Linked DNA regions of Lactuca sativa: region 1 is linked to region 2. Evidence: chromatin contacts called from public Hi-C data. All regions are on one chromosome and are shown on one strand. Each heading gives the region's core, a stretch centred on a gene start, on an enhancer-like site or on the middle of the called end of the contact. The rest is flanking DNA. Distances are from core to core; before and after follow the strand shown.

What was found. Hi-C and Micro-C count contacts between places; a contact is called where the count stands out from the background.
Region 1: a contact with region 2 is called in a Hi-C map of leaf, with 6 times the contacts expected there. The contact joins the promoter of LOC111884956 here to the promoter of LOC111884965 in region 2. A contact is called at or near these places in 2 of 4 Hi-C or Micro-C datasets (leaf and seed).

Annotation. Positions count from the first base shown.
Region 1 is chr7:199,662,823-199,667,475 of Lsat_Salinas_v11, forward strand. It overlaps LOC111884956 (nucleolar complex-associated protein 3), which reads left to right and starts at 2,135. Exons shown (of 13, transcript XM_023881259.3): 1 at 2,135-2,291; 2 at 2,811-3,010; 3 at 3,091-3,254; 4 at 3,348-3,559; 5 at 3,641-3,849; 6 at 3,942-4,044; 7 at 4,141-4,304; 8 at 4,398-4,536. The coding sequence starts at 2,847.
Region 2 is chr7:199,311,378-199,315,846 of Lsat_Salinas_v11, forward strand. It overlaps LOC111884965, which reads left to right and starts at 2,320. Exons shown (of 2, transcript XM_023881273.3): 1 at 2,320-2,633; 2 at 3,225-3,997. The coding sequence starts at 2,442. The coding sequence ends at 3,764.

The sequences.
Region 1 (4,653 bases), core at 885-3,384, 350 kb after region 2:
GAGAGAGCAACCAAGACAACTACAAAGAGTAAAGTACAATGTTATTAAGTGTGGAATGAAACATATATTCACTCTACCCACTCACAAATTCCTCCTTTCCCCTGCATTTGCTCTGAAAATACACCCGTGATTTTACAGCCTATGCATCGCTTGTGGGATTTATAAATACAACATTGAACACTCGATTGAACATCCTTACAACTAATTTGAATTGTTACTAATTCAATGAGCAAAAAATGGATTTCACGATTCAAATTTACAACTAATTTGAGTAGTTACTAATTCAATGAGCAAAAAATGGCTTTGATATTCAGCCTCATAGCTTTTGAAAATGCAAGAATTATTCAGTTTTCTATGCATCTATACACATGATCAAGGCATCGAAAATAAAAATAAAATCCCTATATGTATATACCCTAGGATCTATGTTTTACTAATTATAGCAACCTACTTTGAAATCGAACTAAAGAAAGGTAAGAACACTAACCTCTTGATCTTTAGACCATGTAACTGACAACTCTTGCAAATGATGAAGGATCCAAAGGAGAATCCCTTTAATGTAGTCAGAACCAAGACTCTAATAAGCAAACAAGGAAAATCCCAATGAGGAATAAGTCGAAATTTCTATATCCTAAGAGAGAGGATATAAATTTTGACCTCATGGAGATATAGGATAGAAGGTGAACGGAAATTAGGAGTTAGGATGCCCTTGGGTTTGATCCTAAGCCTTTTATTTATAGGCTCCAGTTAAATCATTAAGCCAGTCAGATTCCTAAGGATAATCCTTATCCTTATCAAAACCCATCATATAAAAGAATATATATCCTTAATTCCATTCCATCTTCTTCAAAGAGGCTTCTAGAATATTCTAATTAATCTTTAGAACTAATTAATATTCAAGCCTTTTAATTAATTAAATCCTTTTAGCTAATTACGAAAATAATTCTCTTTTAATTTATTAATTACTTAATAAATTAATAACTTTTTTTTTCATTTCCTTATTGCTAATTGTGTCATGAGGTCAACCAAAAAGGAGATAATTATTATTTAGAAATATTACCAATAGTTAATGACTTTGGACATTATCTCCAATGAAAATATATACCAAACCTAACACAATGAAACTCAAACCACCACTAAGCATGCATATAACCAAGAATTTCATAATTGACCCATTAATATGAAAGATTGCAACATAAACATAGTCGCACAAACAGTCAAATTGAGAAATGATATGCAGAGAAATTGAGAAATAATACCTTAACTTAAAGAAATTATCTGGATCATAAATGCTTGTTCCTCTAAGAACTGCAAACTGAGTAGATTTATTTGAAAATTAAAACCCAAAGCGAAATATACAAACAAATGATTACTGGTACAAATAATCACAAAGCAAAAGATAAATCCAACAACAAGAAGCTCCAATTTCATAAAATGTATAAAACAATTAAATGTAATAAATGGCAACAAAAAACAATTCCATCAACTCATATTCAATCAACGATACACAATCCTATAAAAAAAGTTAAAATAATCAAGCCAATGATTTTACTCCACAACTAAGATATGCCATCTTTAATATCAGATTCCTCCTAAAACAGATAAAAACGTGTTTATCCTTTTGCATAGTAACGTCAAATATGAAACAATCATTCTAAAATATAATCAAAATTTCTTATGTTTGGAGGAAGTGATGGAGTGTAGTAATAAAACAACAATTTTATAAATTGAAATATTTGAAGTTTCACATGAAAGAGGGGAAATTCATTGAATATCTTGAGAATGAGATATTATATGTAATATTAAAAAGACGCAATCAATATTCATTAAAAAATCTCAAACACTTGTTATCAAATACTATTTAATAAATTTCATCATTTATAAGGATTATACATTTATACTTATTGAAACATTAATTTAATATCCGACCTTCATATCTATTGCAAAAGGTTGGATGTTTAAGCCCAAAATGAGAGATCATATTGTCCACTTCATTCGTTAAGTATTTAAAAATTTACAAGTTTTTAAACGCTCTACTAAAAACAAAGTCCAATATAATCTCTATAATCATATTTGACAGAAAAAAGAAAATTTTGGCCCGAACCATATAAAAGTTTGTTGTTTGGATCCATAACCAAATCGATGGACCCACCCAGCATCAAAATTTGGCCCATTGGACTTTACATGTGTATATTAGGTTAACGTATTTATTATTGTTAGTTTTTGGATTTGGGGGTTTTGCTTAAACCCCAATTCCGATTCTTCCGTCGAGGAACCCCCGCCATTAACAGGTACGTCTTCATTTCTTCGCTACAGCTACTCACGAAACGCACCGAAAAGATTTCAGAACTTCGATTTGATACGAGAACTCGGTTGGTTTTCATGCTTTGGGTTTACTACTACAAACTGTACCATTTTATGATTAAGTTTGGGTGTTTGTATGATTGCTTATGTTTGAGTTTTGTTATTGTTTCGTGATTATTCTTCAATTAATCTGTTCGTTATGTTTATATGCTGAATAATGGTTACGAAACAATTAGTTACCCAGCTGTTCTTTGTCAACTCAATTAGTGTATTTCCTTAAGCTCAGTTAAGGAAAAGGACAATATTTGTTTAGATTACTCTTATGCTTGGTGTTATTTCGACGAATCTTCAACATGTAATTGATAACCAACCACATTGAACTTTATAGGTATTATATGCAACATTTGCATCTTTATTACAGCTGTTTTAAAACTGTAACCAATTTCAGTGAGGCTACATGAAACTGAAACTGAAACTGAAACTAGTATGCTGATTCTTTTGTGAAGGACTATTAAGACAACAATTTAACGCCATATCAAATAATGGGGAAGAAGAAACAGAAACAGAAAGTGGTGCTACCACCAGAGCTTCCACCAGATGTGCCTGAGGATGAAATTGAAGTCTCAGATGAGGACTTAGATTTTGTCAATAAAAACCAAGAGTATGCTGGCTTTGTATCAAAACTGGATACCCAGTCAATTACTAGGTGAATAACTAAACACGTTCAGTCTTTATGCTTTCATAACATGTGCTCATTGTTTCATTTAATAATTTTATTCATTATAGACATATCAATCGTGTTGCTGATGTGAAAGAAGATGCTCTTGAGTCTTTGTATGAAAAACGATCGAGGAAAAAGTCATTAGCTACTGACAATACACAACTTGAAGTTGATCCTGTAGATGCTCTCCCAGTTAAGACCTTAGATGGAGAAGTCTATTACAGAAAAGGTAACTGGAAGTCTGGATCTTAGCATTGCTTTTACACATTGGTAAATTAAGAATCAAGATTTTTAGACTTTTCTGTTTCACATTTTTATGTAGTGTCAAAGGGCCCAAATAATTTTAAGAATGCACAAATCGAGGATGAAACTGTGGGTGAAAATGATGATATAGCCCATGACAATGGTGTTATGAAGTTGACAAAAGCAGAAAAAAGGGCGAAACTTAAAAAGTCGAGGAAAGAGGCAAAGAAACAAGGGACACCAGTAACAGAAGTGGAGGAAGTGCAACAAACCTCTCAAGCTGAAGTTTTGGTAACTTAATTTGCTATAAATTGTTTCTCTTGTTTCAACCCTTCAATCATGTAACTATTTTATATATATTTTATTATCTAGGCTGAGGTGGAAAAAGATCTCTCAGTTGAAGAATCCAATGAGAAGAAGAAATTTAGGCTTGCTGAGCTTGGAACATCAATGCTCACAGATCCTGAAGGCAATATAAAATCTTTAAAAGAAATGCTGCAATTATGTAAAGATGGAGATCCAGCTATATCAATACTAGGTCTAAAATCTTTGCTAGCTGTTTTCAAAGACATCATCCCTGGGTATATAATATATTTATTTATAAATTTATAAATGCTATTAGCTTGTATTAATGTTATTTTAATCTCTAACTATCTATCATTGTGGAAAACAGAAACCGAATTAGGCTACCTACTGATAAAGAGCTAGCAATGGTTGTGTCAAAGGATGTCAAGAAAACCCGTTTCTATGAATCCACACTTCTAACTGTGTACAAGGTTTGATTTTGAGTTTTTGATACACATTGTTTTTAGCTATTTATGGTTATTAACCTATTATAAATAATAATGTTTTATTTGGTTGAATATCAATAGGCATACCTTCAAAAGTTAATGGGATTAGAAAAAGTAGCTGGTTTTAAACGTGTAGCCATTCGTTGCATTTGTACACTTTTGGAGGCAAACCCACGTTTCAATTTTTGTGAAAGTTTGTTGGGAATTGTTATGAAGAATATAAGCTCCACAGATGATGTCATAAGGTTTTTTACTTTGACTTTTTATGTTGTTTTTTGTATTTCCGTTATTACCCTTTTTCTTTTGGCTCATCAAAATGGTACTACACATGTGAACAGAAAACTGTGTTGCAACACAATTAAGTCACTTTTCACAAATGAGGGAAAACATGGTGGTGAAGTTACCGTGGAGGCTGTTCAACTTATTGCTAATCTTGTAAAAGCCCATGATTGTGATTTACATCCTGATTCTGTTGAGGTAATTATTCATGTGCTTGCTTCTATATATATTTTATAGATCTTATAGTAAATTACAAGTTTGGTCCTCTTCCTTTACTCAAAATCGCAAGTTTGGTCCATTTTTTGAAATGTTCCT
Region 2 (4,469 bases), core at 1,070-3,569:
TGGGAATTTGTGGACGAGTTGTGTAGCTAGACCATTTATTTATAGCCAAAGAATTAGTGTTTTATTGGGTTTGTAATAGTTATTGCTTGAACACCAACAAGATGTTCTTGAAGTTGTGAAGATGGAGAGGTTATATGCCAAATTCTTCATATGCGAGTCTTGGTTGCGTGAAAGTTCGGTTCTTTGGATACCTCGTCAACCAAAATGGCATCTTGGTCGGCACAAACAAGATCAAGGAATTTATGTAGTGGGAGGTTTTGAGGTCTCCATCTGAGATTCAGAGTTTCCTTGGAGTTGGCTGATAGTTATCATAAAGGTTCATTTCTTTTGTTTTAGGCACTCTAGAAATCAAGGATGAAATATATCAGTTGGGTAGGTTCAAGATTTAGATAATTGTGGACAACAGTCGGTGGTAGTATAAACCCTAACTGGGGGAGAACCAGGTATTTTGATTAGAGGTTCATGAAACAGTTTGACTTCAGGTTTCTACGTTGTATTTTAGAAGAATATACGGTTCAAGTATGTAGGGCTATTGGTTCGGTCTTTCTTGCAGGAAGGAAAGGGTAGCAGGCTATCGTCAAAGTGCTAGGGGTTATGGAGTTTTCTTAATGAGGTTTCGTCAGTTTCGGTCGAGTTTCCTTTGGATGACAGGAAGAATTCAAGAATTGGCCAGATCGCAGGTGCAACATAGGTAGTTATCATGTTTATGTTCTCATGAAAGCGTGAATAATCCCACTAGCTTTGATATACATACATGACTCATCTTCATGTCTAGAAAATCCAAATTCTTAGATTATGGATAACTTTATTTATATTGACTTCTCAATGACATTGTAATGGTTTTTTTAACCCATGGCTTGGACTACTTTACATTTTTATTGTATGGTGGACATGGCTTTCTTATTAATCTAAATTCTTAGATCATGGATAACTTTATTTATATTGACTTATCAATGACATTGTGATGGTTTTTTAACCCATGTTTGGAGTAGTTTACATTTTTATTGTATGGTGGACATGGCTTTCTTATTGGACATTACATTATTACAATTTACAATAATATTATATTTTTGTTTGCTAATCAATAATATGATAATCAATAATATGATAAGATGTAGGGTGTTAGATATTGTACAAAGAAAAAAAATCAGTGGAAACCAATTAATAATCAAAGGTGTATCCAAAAAAAAAATAAACCTTGAATTGTACCATAAAGTGTTTCAATCCCCATTTAGAATTACACATGCCACTCACATAGTAAACTAGTTCAAAAAATTTACCTAACCCTTTTATATCACAAATTATTTAATTAACAAGAATCAAAATATTCATTCTCTATGGATGAAGTTTAAAACTCGAAAAGAAGCTTCACTCTTAACTGATATGGGTTTCTTTAGTTGAGTGAATATAAGATATTGTAATCTAGGTTCTATCACCTTACTAACTTTACTTGAACCACTTAATTCTTTCATGAAGATTTCACCATTTCTAAACCTTGGAACTCATGTTAAGCATATAATCAAGGAATATATCATAGGAGGGTCCTTTGAGCGAAGAGTTCAACAGTTCAACTAGATCAAAATATCCAACAATAAAATCACATTTGTTCCTTAAAAACAAATAATTTCTCTCATTCTTCTCTCAAGAATCATTCAGATGAAAATAAGGAAAAACATTAATACTTCTAAAAACTCACAAATGACCATCACTTATGTTTTAATCTAAAGTCACAAAAGATGGAACGACTCTTATTTTAATAACCACAACTTAAATTTTAGGTCCCATTGAGAAAACTTGAGAAAACTTGAAATATGAAAAAGTCATACCATATAGTTTAATTTCCAAGAACCCCCCCCCCCCCTCCCCCCCCCCACCCCCCCCCCCCCCCCCCTCCCAACACACACCCCACTCACCCACAAATCATTAGTCTTGATTAACATACTAAGTCTATATTACATATTAGATGTACCTCTATCAATACAAACCGGCATGCTTCAAGTAGTACATTAAATTATTTATTGTAACCCAAACTCATTTTAACCCGTTAATTAGCACGATTATTTTGTCACGTATTACATTTATTTATTATTAATTTTTTTTATTATGTTATAGGTGTTAAATGTTATATTTATAGATGATGTGTTATACTTTATTACGAAAATAAAAAACATATCTAATGTAGTTAATGGTTGGAGTAGATTTTAATATTTGATCAATAATAATAATACGAGGGAGAAGGTATTCATTAATTGCAAATTTACTAGCAATAATTATGGTCTCCTCTCTTCCACCCTCCCCTATATAGACACATGTAACGGACTACATTATTCATTCCCAAATTCAATCCCTCTCTCTCTCTCTCTCCGCCCTATCTTCAACTTCCTCCGCCCTATCTCCGCCGTATCTCTCCGACCTGTTTGTTTAGCTTCATTGGAAAAGGAATGGTCACCGACGTAACATATCTGTGTACGATAATGAATCAGCAGCAAGGAATAATGAATGATTCTAAATCAACGGCTCTTATTACTCGTGACTTGCTCGGAGGCGGTGGTGGTTGCGACCATGATTCCTCCAAGGAACTGGACCTCGACTTACATGTTCCTTCCGGATTTGAAAAACGTCTCGATTTAAAGGTGAATTATATCTACTTTACTTGTTTCAGAATTCAGACCTAATTTTACTCTACTTCAAGCTTTTTTTAAGTTCTAGCTCTCTATCTTTAATTTATCAATCGATCATTAATCATCGTTTTGTTTTGTTTTGTTAATCATGCCATTTTTGCTGATATGAATACCAATTGGAATGAATTCTGACCTAATTTAACAGAGACGATTGGTTTTCTATTTCGTGGTAATTTAAAAAAGGTATTGGTAAATGTTTCATGTGGAATGAGGAACGATCGTTTTCATTAAATTATGGATTCTAAAATTATATGAATTGTTTGTAGTCATTCATTTCTGTGCATGTATGAACAAGGTTTGAAGAGCAATTAATGATGCACTCCAATTTATTAATATAAAAACGTTTGGAAAGTGTAGTTCGTAATTAGTAGGGGCAGATTGTTAGGAATGCAACATTAATGGCAGTCATTGATGTGTACTTGTTTCTGAATTCTGATGCAGTAATAACTCTGTAGTTATCCATTTGTTGATTCCATTAATGCCAAATATACTTACTTTTTTATTCATGTAATCGATTCAAACTGATGATGAATTACTTTTCAGTCAGGGAAAGTTTATCTCCAGAGATGCAAATCACCCAACACATCTTCTTCATCATCGGATCAAAACCAGAACCACAACGATCAAACAGTATCAAAGCTTCAGGACCTCAACTTTCCTCCATCTTCAAAAAAACCATTAAACCTGTTCGATGATTCAAGCTTAGATCTCAACCTTGTCAATTTATCATCATCATCATCATCACCTCCTGCTTACAGAAGTGTTTGCACTCTTGATAAAGTCAAATTCGCACTTGAACGAGCAGAAAGAGAAACATTCAAGAAACGATCAGTTTCAATTTCAACCTCAAAGTCATGTTCATCTCCTACCTCAAATTCTTCATCCTCCATGAAAGAAACCATGATTATCGATGATGATGATGATAACGAACGATCTTCTCAGGCTTATGCTGCTGGATGCCCTAGTTGCTTGCTGTATGTGCTTATTTCACGTAGCAACCCTAGATGTCCTCGTTGCAATATGACTGTTCCTTCACCTACATCCATGAAGAAACCACGAATCGATCTTAACATCTCCATATGATATTAAGATATATGATATGAGTTAGTAATTTTACTTTAAATTTTAATTAACTAATATTCTTGTAAATGATAAAATAGAAAACAGGGGAGGGGAGAAATAGGTTTTGATTTAGTTATAAAGAAAATCAATCCTCTATGTACACATTGTGAAGGATATTTTAATTTCTTCTTTTTAAACTTTATATTTATCACCTTAAATCCTAAAAGAAAATAACTCATGATGAAATTCACATACTTTCTCTGATGAGATTCATGATTGTGATGTTAAGTTTTATTTTATTTTATTTAGTTTGTTTGGAATTATTTATGTGCTGAGCACATCAGATGATGAGTAGGAAAAGTTTGTGACATTTCATCTTACATTAATTATGGCTTTTCGTTACAGATATTTAGTAGTGGACTTTTGATAATGTTCTGGTCGTGTGAATTTAAATGATAAAAAAATGTTTTAAAATGGGAAATGTTAAATTAAAGGTGTAACCTTGAGAATAGTCAAATGGTGACGCGGGAATTAATGGAGCTGGAGATTGTATAACTGAATTTATTTGACTTTTTTTGCAGTTCGTGATGGAGATAAGATCCTTTTTTTAAGTCGATAGAAATATATTATTTTACTAAAAATCATGTTTTCACAATGGTAAAGTTTATTTGAAACAAAAGTACTTTTGTAAGAAATATTTTTTGGTATGCTTGCAACATCATTACC